2 separate regions of the Mus musculus genome follow, and region 1 is linked to region 2. The links are chromatin contacts, called in public Micro-C maps. All regions are on one chromosome and are shown on one strand. Each heading gives the region's core, a stretch centred on a gene start, on an enhancer-like site or on the middle of the called end of the contact. The rest is flanking DNA. Distances are from core to core; before and after follow the strand shown.

Region 1 (5,646 bases), core at 673-3,172, 190 kb before region 2:
TTATCATTCTGTTGTCAAGTGCTCTGAGCAGTATAAATAGTCATCAAGTGTAGCTCCTCGGGATATTGTTAGACTAAAATCCTCATCCACTTACACAAAATAATTCTTAAAAGATAAACTCCCTCCAGCTATGAATGAAAAAAAAAAAGACATAAATGTTCTGATGAATGTATAATCAAAGTTATGTTGAATTGTAGTTAAACGACTTCAAGAACAATACATATATTTTTTTAGACTTCTAATATTCTCCTTATATCCATATAGGTGCCTTATTCCTAACTTGCCTATGTAGTTTGGGAACTTTTTATATCATAAATTAAGAGCTGAGATGATAAAAGAAGCAACAAAACTTTTTCAAAATACTGTAAAATCAGAAAAATTATGGATTGAAACCAGGAAAGTGCTTAAGCTCCGCAAAAGCAGGAGGTTCTGCTAAGACAAATGAATCCTTTAAGAGGTACCAGCCATTGCTGATGTGCATTGTGGGTATTCTGTGGGCAAAGCATCTACCTGCTATGTTCCCCAGGAACCCTGGGATACCCAGTCTTCCCTCCAGCAAATGAAAGCTTACCTGGGAGGTGGTGGCCTAGGTGCTGGTGACAAAGGTTAGAATGTGATATAGTCTCTGCCATCAGAGGGAGGAAACCATGTTGAGATGATGTTGGGCGATGCAAACGATGACAATTGTCTGCCATCTAATATCTGGTCAGCTGTAAGTACTGTAATGCTCTTCTATGGGGCTTAAAGAGGTCAACCATATGCCTGTAACAGGTGGTTGAAGCTAGAGTAAAGCTGATTTTCAGTGTGATTAACAGTGCACTGTAATATCCAGAGAGCTTTGTGTGAAAAGAGTTGCTGACTTCATTGGAATCATAGAATACAATTCAGAGACAAAGATCTACCTTTACATTTGAGATTGCATGTGTTATATTGGAAATATGTAGTTTCAAATTTGCACAATATAGTACTTAGCACCCTTAGTGAACAAAGGATGGTATTTATGAAATATTTCCACTGTGATTACTCCATTCTGTGTAATCCTTCATTTGGAGGTGTTAGAGGTGTCAAAGGTGATCATGTGGCATTGAATAACATCCCTACATTAAAAACCCCTGAAGAAATGGTTATGTATGAAGGGGCACTGGATGGAGCTTCATGTTTTCCAAGATATCATTTTTGATAAATAAGACTTCTTCTTGATTTTTTAACAACCCCCCCGATATACACAGAAATTCCTAAAAATACTGTGGGATAAACAACTATGTACATATGAGCAAATTCTAGAATTAACTCTCACGTTAGAAAATAATTAAAAAATAATTTCTATTAAAACTACTCCTGTAATTATTTGTTTTAAGGAATTGTAAGAAAATAACACAGACCTCCCAGAATGTAGTTTTCTTTTAAGTATTTCAAATTTCATTTGTAGTAGCTATATTATGTTTGGGAATAGTCAGAATTTCACCTATGGTGAAATAAAACCTATGTTGATTATTATATTATGGTGGAACTGTGAAAATCATGGGTCGCAAGAGATTAGTAAAATCCTCATATGCCAATTAAAAGATGTGTTTCCAGCTGGGGAACAAAAAAGCATACAAGGGCTTGGCATGGTGTCATATAGAGAAAGCATCAGCTCCCTTATGCACAAATTCTGAATACGTTTTATAAGACACGCTAAAGCCATGCTAGCATTGAATCGTTAAAGTGCTGTAAGATATTTAGACGTAATAATAAGCACCAGAGGGTAATATGTAAAGCAGTAACCATGGTAACAGCTGGAAGGAGAGCCAAACCAATCTCTGTGCCAATATGCCTGCATCTAAATACAACTGAGTGACGGTGACTTATAGTGCCACATCTGCAGTGTGACAGCAGCTCTGTATACTCAGAATGTCGGTAGAACTGTAACGTGTTTGTCTGACACCTGGTAGAACACACAGAGGCCACTGTGCACCTTTACAGTCCCGACCCTCACTGGGAGGAGAGCAGGGACGTGAGAAGAAAGCAAAGAGTGCTTTTCCTCCTGTCATGGTTTATTCAGAAAAGAATTTCGGTGTGAAATTTCATGTGTGTGAGCAGCTGTGTCATCTATGTGCAGTGCTTCGGTATTTGCGTGTTGTTAGCCTTTTGCAATGAAAACATTATGAAATTTTCACTCAAAACTAAATTAATGGATTAATAAAAGCGATAAAGTAAACAATGCTGTGACCAGTTATAGATAGCACAATACCTTTAATAGAAACAAGTCAGACCTAAGCTCAAATGCACTTTCTGGAATGGTTGATCACTCTCTTGAAATCTCTGTATAATTTTATTCTGACTTTATTTTAAAGTTTCTCTGTGAAAACGTGCAAAGAAAAAGAAAACGTAATTTCTATTTGTAAAGTGACCTAGAGTGCTCACGTATGTATTCATGCAGTTATTAGATATGTGGCAGGTGAACATATAATTGTACCTGCTTTTTATTGCCTGCATTTTCAGCAAATGTTACCTTCTTATGTAAATCCAGAGGGAATTTATGTAAAATGCAGGGGCAATGATTCCTGGGCATTTCCTCCTCAGGTAACTATCCCTGCATCACCACTGAGGCTGGGCTTTTTCTCCTGTGTGCACAGTTTTAGGCTTCTTTCTCCCATGTGTAGAGTTTTGGTGAGCTCTGTCTCTCATCACTTTGTCTCATGCCCCTACCTAAAAACATCTATTACCTACCCCACAGAGCTGATGTAAGGAAATAAATTAATTAATTTACATAAAGTCATACAGGCACATGCCTAGCGCATTGATAGGAAGAGAGGAAATATTGTTATGGTTAGCCACAGCTGAAGAAAGGGGCTTGGTTCAATCCTCATTTTAAAGCAAGATACTTCATTTAGCCAGTTTAAAAACTCTGAAGAGGTATTTTATAATTTCTAGTCTATTAACTGTGAAATTCAAAATGGTATTTCTTCCTCAAAAATAGATTGGGATTTAATTCAAAATTAAAAAAAAACCATGGTTAGCAAAGAAGTGAAGTGTTTTTCATAAGGGTGGGTCACTTTTTATGGTAGAGAGAATAGGGTCTTACCAATTCAAGGAAGTTGTAAAGTAGTGAAGTTTGCTATGTTGTATTCTCAAACGGCTGGTGGTATGTTCTGGCTTCTTTCTGTTAAAATAAAAAGAAAATTCATGAGCTAATTTCTGACCCACACATGCTAATATTATCAACATGAAAAAATTTATGAGTTTTCTCTTGATTTTGGGTAACTATGAGATTTCAAGATCGCTTTCCTAATATTTATTTGTGACCGGCTGGGCACTGTCTCAAGCCTGTGACACAGAGCAGTAATGTATAAGCTACTGAATGCTTTTTGTATCTTTCTATGCCACATTAACAGTGTTTCATAAGAGTAACATCCAAGGAAGAGTAAAATTATGACTTGTTCTCAGCTAATAAATAGTAGAAGATTGTGTAATTTCCCCAAAGAATATATTCATAATTGTTAATTATATGCAGCAAGCTTTAAAAAAGACTGGGCCTCTAGCCCAGTCTGCATTGATTTCATGAAACACAGGATGGAGAGGGATTTTTTAAATAACTAATTAAAATTTCTCCATAGAGTCCTAAATTTATGTTGACATTCCAAAACCTGAAAGTCACTCTGGATTCTGCTGAAAAAACAAAAACCAAAAAACAAGAACCCATGCCACCGAGGGTCATGTAGGCTCCCCATTAAAGTGGTTCCAGGAGATGGACAGCATCACTGGAAGGCTTCAGGCCTGTTTTCTGTCTTACACAGGTGAGGCCACCCTCATTGTGGGCAAGACTACAAAAATGTACAGTGTGCAAATTCCTGTCCAGTCCCACTCTTCCATACTGGGTTTGTAAAGCTGTGTGTATTCATGAATTTTCCCCAGGACTGATATGTGTTCATTCCAGTAGAATACACCCTATCCCATACCCAAGGAAAACATGTTACCATTAAAAACCGTGAGACCCCAATAGACAGCCTCTACACAGCTTCAGAATCCAGAAAAAAATTCAAGCAGAAGATATGCACCAACTGGTTCTTCTTTTGTCTGTTCTGGAATGTTTTGTTTTGATTATGGTACCAGACATCAAATGTAGCCTTAGGCCTTAGGCATATTAGACAAATTTCTACCACTGAAATATCTATCCACTGCCTATCTGGACCTTTAAACAGTAAATTCACATAAATGTGGGAGAGCTGACAAGAGTGTTTCAAAGCAACAAATATTGGTTGTATTGAGTGTTTTTTATTATTAGCTCATTTGACTTATGAACACTCACAGGGTATGAAAGCAAGTATGTCTATTGCTGGATAATTAAACGGAACAGGCTTGACATCTAAATAGTGATAAAGAAAGTTCTAGCCAAAAAGAAACATGGTAGAATTTTTCCCTACTTATCATACTTTAATAATTATTTTAGCAAGAATGACTACTAAAATCCTGGCACACTGCTTTTGTTTCTTTTGAAAAATATCTGGATTGGCTAGGGGGCAAAACGTTGTGTGCAAAAATTTTGACCAACAGGCAAATATTCTTACACATCTATTAATTATCTATATCTATCTATCTATCTATCTATCTATCTATCTATCTATCTATCTATCTATCTATCTATCTATAATCCATCCACGACAGAATCACTAGGAGGAGACATTTATGTAGAATTGTAGCTACTTAAAAGTTAGATGACAAGTAAAATTTTAGAGTGGTTTTTCCTTTGTTTGTTTTCTTAGTTTTTTTTTTTTTTCTTGTTTGTTTTTTTGAGAAAGATCTCTCTCTATAGCCCTAGCTTCCTGGCTTTCCCAGAACTCACTGTGTTTGGGGCAAGCCTAGAACTCACATAGATCTGACTGTCTCTGCCTCGAGAGTGCACGAATAACAAGGACATCACCGTTCCAGCCTTCTAGGTTGGTTTTAGAACAAAAATAAAATGGTAGAACAGAGCTCTTGATCCTGTTCAGTTAAAAGAAACTTCTATATTTAACAAATGAGTGTTAAAACAAAATATCATATTCATTTTCTTTGAACTCAATATTTTCCTTCAATCTCTGAAAGTGCTATTGTTTTTCAAAAAGAATACATGCATGTGTATGAGTGTTTAAGTATATATCGTGTATGTGTCTGTGTGTGTGTGTGTGTGTTTGTCTTTTACCCTTATAACAAGGAGATGAAAAGAATTCTCTAGAGCAAAATTCAGCAAGCTGCAGATCATAGGACAGCTGCATCCTACTGGCATCTCTTTTCCCAGGTCCAATGTTGCTGGTACCCAGCCATTTCCATTCATCCCCAGGAGGACAAGGGCTGCTTTCATGCTGCAAAGGCAGAACTAAGCAGGTGTGTGTTTACCTTTTGAGCAATGGTGTTGTTGCAGCAGCCAACAGGAGATGGCATGTTCACAATGTGAGCAATACTGGCATTGCCAGAGACTATCCTAATAATCCTTCCAAAACTTAACTCCATAGTTACACATGAAAGTAAAATTTCAACTCTAAACATATAAAGGGCCAACTTAAAGGAACAGGGTGACCAAAGGGTGAAGTGATTATTAAGAAACTCAGTGCCCCCAGTCATGACAATAATACTCTGTATACCCCAAATTTCTACTTTTGTTGAGATTTTATTATACAAAAGAAA
Region 2 (5,456 bases), core at 1,164-3,663:
CGTATATGCAATGACACAAATGCACTTATAGATAAAAGTCACGTGATCATCAATAGATGCAGTGAAGGCTTTGGACAGTAAAACTCAGAGGCTATGTATCAACATTTGAAAAATATGAAACACACTGTAAAATAATTCAGCTTATAACCCACTAGAAATGTGGCCCATTTTCAAAGAAAAGAAAATCAACAAAAACTAATTCTTAAGTAATTAAGTTGTTGAAATTAGTGAAAAAATTTTTTAAAATATGTATTATAATTATACTCAATGAACCTAAGAAATGAAAAAAACCATAGAATTCCAACAAACTAAAGTTCTTGAGAAATCACATTTTGTTGATAAGTAACAATTTCAGTATTTCCTTGTATCTATTGACTATTCTTATTTCACATGTTTTGTTGGGTCTATTTTGCTCTTTAATTTTTTACTTGAGAAATAAGTTTTTTTGGGTTTTTGTTTTGTTTTTTGGGGTTTTTTGTTTTGTTTTGTTTTTCTTTTCTTTTGGTTTTTCGAGACAGGGTTTCTCTGTGTAGCCCTGGCTGACCTGGAACTCACTTTGTAGACCAGGCTGGCCTCAAATGCAGAAATCCGCCTGCCTCTGCCTCCCAAGTGCTGGGATTAAAGGCATGTGCCACCACGCCCAGCGAGGAATAAGTTTTAATTGACTAACTTTTAATTGAGTTATCTGCCACATATAGGATGTTTATTTGTTTGTTTGTCTTGTTTTGTTTTAAATTCTGAAAGGGATGCATTAAAAAAAACTTTGAAAATCTATTGACTGAATACTTCATTTTCATTTAGTTTTCTTAAAGATCACATTCATAGGCCCACTAAGAAGCCCATTAGGTCAGAAAGCAGAAAGAGGGGCATAATGACTCTCAGTCTTCAGTTGGGACACCATATCTTTCTGCTCTAGACCTACATGTTCTAAGATGGAACTCATAGGCCCCCTTGTGCTTCCAAGGCTGGTTACAGACTTCAGGCTGGAGCAGAGTTGTGTCAAGGGCTCACATAGTTATCTAACTTTCAAATGGATGATGCTAGCACTCTTCAACCTCCACAACAAGGCATTTCCATGATTCATCTACTTGTATGCATAGATACATATCCTACTGTTCCCCTTCAGAGTCCTAGGTAATATACCAACAGTTTATTTCAAATTCAATTCAGCTGTTGTAGAGAATGTACTTTACATGATTGAATTCTTTTTTATTTAAATACAAGGGTAGAACCCAGGACCTCACACCTTAAGCTACATCCTCATAATGTCATTCTCTTAAATGTGCTAAAGCTTATTTTTATTTTTAAAATTTATTTTATGTGTGGCATTTAACATCATTGATATTCTCTGTGGTATTATCAAGAGTTCACTGAGAATGTATCCGAGACTCACATATATTATATACAGAAGACTATATAAAAGACCATGTCAAAGCACAGATGAAAATATCCATGGATTCAGATTAGGCAAAGAATTCTTAATTATAATTCCAAAACCATTAGCTCCTCCCACAAAATGAACAAATCAATATTAAAACCTTTTGTTTTTCAAATGGCTTCATTATTAAAAACCTTAGCAAACAATATTGGAAAGAATATGTTCAAATTATTTTGCTTATAAAGGACATATATCCAGAAATTATAAAGAATTCTCACTGTGTAGTGTTTAAGGAGATAAACATCCCCATTATGTATTAAAAATGAGACAGTTATTCATATTGCTGATTATCCATCACAATAATATTATAACAGGCACTTCACTACCAAGGGTATAATAACAGCAGTTAAGAACATACAGAGAGGGTTCGTATCATGAATCAATATGAAATTCTAATTCAAATTGCAACAAGATGTTACTAATACACACTAAAATGTGTTCAGTTCAAAAGATAAACAAAAATGTCAAGTGCTGATATGGCTGTGAGCAGGGAAAACCCTAGGGATTGTAGATTAATATAAGATTACAGAAGTGAGCATCTACTTTGCATAGCTTTTAGTCCACTTTAAAAACTTAAGAATATACCTACCACATGACCTAACTATTCTATTCTCATCCACTTAGCCTAGAAAAAAAAATCTTCGTGCTCATAGGAGCATAACATCCAATATTCAAAAAATGGAAGTCGTCCAAACATCTATCACTTAGGAAGTTGAATGAACCAAGTATGACAGATTTCTGTGCTAGGACACAGTGCTGTCTCAGGGCCCAGACACTGACACATGAAACAACCAGGATAAACACTGAGGCATTTTGCTAAATTGAAGGAGCCAGATACAAAGAACTTCCTGTGTGACTTTATTCGAATGGCATTTTATAAAAAGCAAAGCTGCCAAGCCCACAAGGAGATCACTAGTGGCCAAGGCCAGGGGTGGGAACAGCAACTGATCATAACTAGCGTGGGAATTCAGTGTGGTGTCTCTAGAGCGCCACAGCTGGAATGGGAGCACGCCACTGAGCTCTTCAGTGCTCATCAAATATCGTTTGTACTGGGAGGGTGGATTGGTTTGTTTATTTGCTTGCTTTTTGAGGGAGGGTTTCTCTGTGTGTCCCTGGCTGTCCTAAACCAGGGTGATCTTGAACTCAGAGATCCAGGAGCATCTACTCCCCAAGTGCTGGGATTACAGATGATTAGAAAATTTTTAACATGCAAAATATATCCCTATAAATGTGTTAAACTGTACAATTGGCTGCTAAATGGGTTGTTATATAAATGTTCATTAATCGGTATTGTTTATACTGACATACTTATTGATATCCTCTCTGCTTTCTTTAATTCTCAGATGGAATCTCAAGAATTGAAATCCACAGCTATAATTATATAATTGTCCCTATTTCCTTTTATTTCCATTAAAAATTTCCAACATGCATTTTCTACAACTAAAATAAAATGCATCCTTTTAGTGCACATGTGTGATAATCATTATTAATACACATGTAGGACTTCTTACATCTTATTGATGAATTGATACCTATCATAATTCATTTTCCTCCTTTTCTGGTAATATGGTTTTGATGAAATTTACTTTGAATAATATTAATGTATTAGTTTGGGTTTCTATTGCTGTGATGTAACACCCTGAGTACAAAAAGCAAGTTGGGGAGAAAAGCATTTATTTAGTTTACACTTCCATTTTGCTGTTCATTATTGAAGGAAGTCAGGGCAAGAACTCAAACATGGCAGGAACCAGGAGGTAGGAGCACATGCAAAGGCCATGGCGCAGTGTTATTTACTGGCTAGCTTCCCAAGGATTCCTCAGTCTGCTTTCTTATAGAACCCTGGGCCAGTAGCCCAGGGATGGCACCATCCTTTATGGGCTAGGCTCTCTCCCACTGATCACTAATTGGGGGAAAAGCCCTAAAGCTGGATCTTGTAGAGGCATTACCTCAACTGAGGCTCCTCCCTCTATGATGACCCCAAGTTTGTGTCAAGTTGACACTCAAAACCAGCCACTAAAATTAATATAATAATGCCACACATTTTAACAATTATGTAGCATGTATTCCATGCCATACTTTTAGCATGAGGACTGTGGTGTTATCCCAGAACCTATGTATTCCAGCTTGAGTATGGTGGTCACCTGTAATCTCAAGTCTAAATTGTTAGAAACAAGCAGGTCCCTGAGGTTCACTGGCCAGCCAGTCTTTCAGATTCACTGAGCTCCAACTTCATTGGGAAACCATGTCTTGAAAATTAAGGAAGAGGGAAATGGAGAAAAACACATTTAAGTGGATTGAAGTCAACCTCTGGCCTCCAGGTGATCACAAGTGCATACATACATGCATACACACACACACACACACACACACACACACACACACACACACACACACACACACACGAAAAGAAATCCCACAGTAATCACTGCTCTTTGTTCTCCTGCCCTCAGCCTCTAAGATATACTAATCTGCTTTCTGTTTATGTTTTTGTGTATTTTAAACTCAAATCTATGAAATCACATACAATGTGGTCTTTATGCCTGGATAGTTTCAGGTAGTATATTTTTAAGGTTGCCTGGTCTTTTTGCATTTGTTACTGACTGTATGACTATCAAAAGGCAATATTCAGTTCATTATCACCTGTCATGGATTGCTGACCAATTATCCAGATCCAGGAATGGATTACTTTTGGTACAGAGGACCTTAAACTCAAAGAATGGGTGCTTACCCATGTAACAGTACTGCCTCTCCTGCCTGGCAAGTTGATCACACAATTTTGTCCAAAGTCTTTCACACTTAAATATGATTTAAATAGCATGCAATTTTCATGTTTATGTCATTGTGGTCTATATACTTAGCAATTCAATTCTTTTTATTTTTAATTTTTTTTATTAAAATTTTCTAGGATTTGTTTTGTTGTTTATCTTTGGTTTTATTTTTGTTGTTTTAGTTTCTGAGGACTATATATTGAAATCTTTCACTTTGTATTATTATTCTTTTAGGTTTAACCATCTCGTTTCACTCATCTGAGGATATGTTAAAAAGGAGACATGATCATCCTTTCTAAATGCATTGGCTATTGAATATTTGTGGAAGTTCTCCGTTGGCTATTCCATAATCATGAGACAGTTCTCTCTCTTGTGCCTATGACTCAGCTCCCACTTCACCTTCAGTCGTCGCATCTTATCAACTTTCTGGTAGAATTCTAAAGTCATACCTTTACACACCCTTTTTATTTTAATCTCTCCTGCTTTCTTAGGGCACATATAATTTGCATATGACATCGAGTTTTGTTTTTAATTTAGTTTGAAATTTTTGCTCTGTTTTCTCCATTTCTGTTCATTATAATTAAAATTACTTTAAGATGTAAATCTTCAGGTTTGGTATTTACTTTGTATTTTTCAAAACTGCTTCTTCACTCATCTTCTTTGCTTTTCTTCACTTTTTCCTGCCTTCCTCCCTCCCTTTTCTTTATTTGTTTATTTCCCTTATTCTTGCCAATAACACAATATCACAGACCATGAAAACATTTTTTAAATGTATTTTGGCTTATGGTTCTGAAGTCCAAGATCAAGGGTCAACATCTAATGATGGTTTTCTTGGTGGCAAAATCCCAGGACTGTACAAGACACCACCCAACAAGAGACAGGGAGTGCATTTATCTTTGTCATCTGGCCACCAGTCCTCAGTGATGGGATTTTATCCTGATGGCCTTGTATAACTCTAATTACTTTCCCAAAGCACCACCTCCAGGCAACCTATTGCATTGCTTCCACTCCTTAGAGGGGATAACATTTTAACACATAAGCCATGGTGGGGGGCGCAGGGACTCAAGTCACACCCAAGCCACAGCATTTGCCTTTACTTGAACTAGTCAATCATTTCTAATATTTCCTGTTAACTCTATTAGATTGTTGGCTAGGCATTCTTTCACTGGCCTTTTATGTTTATCACACACGCACACAAACTTTTTCACTTCATTAAAGTCCAGAAAGGTAGCATACTTCAATTCCACATA

Evidence for each region. Hi-C and Micro-C count contacts between places; a contact is called where the count stands out from the background.
Region 1: a contact with region 2 is called in a Micro-C map of muscle stem cells, with 2.5 times the contacts expected there. The contact joins two enhancer-like sites. A contact is called at or near these places in 4 of 39 promoter capture datasets (the C10 cell line, HPC-7-derived erythroid cells, hippocampal neurons and 1 more), 1 of 484 Hi-C or Micro-C datasets (muscle stem cells), 4 of 115 datasets of contacts at active chromatin or transcription factors (embryonic basal ganglia, embryonic forebrain, embryonic hindbrain and 1 more) and 3 of 9 other capture datasets (adipose tissue, liver and pancreatic islet).

The regions. Positions count from the first base shown.
Region 1 is chr1:66,359,702-66,365,347 of GRCm38.p6, reverse strand. It overlaps Map2 (microtubule-associated protein 2), which reads right to left. Exons shown (of 15, transcript NM_001310634.1): 3 at 3,068-3,145. Among named protein-coding and RNA genes, the nearest start is that of Map2, 41 kb to the right of the region's middle. Within about 2 kb of position 1,922, at least 24 of the 459 cell types and tissues checked have an H3K27ac peak or open chromatin away from gene starts, as enhancers often do. A contact at or near this core is called in muscle stem cells, where this site is marked.
Region 2 is chr1:66,165,823-66,171,278 of GRCm38.p6, reverse strand. No RefSeq gene overlaps it. Among named protein-coding and RNA genes, the nearest start is that of Gm51629, 62 kb to the left of the region's middle. Within about 2 kb of position 2,413, at least 14 of the 459 cell types and tissues checked have an H3K27ac peak or open chromatin away from gene starts, as enhancers often do. A contact at or near this core is called in muscle stem cells, where this site is marked.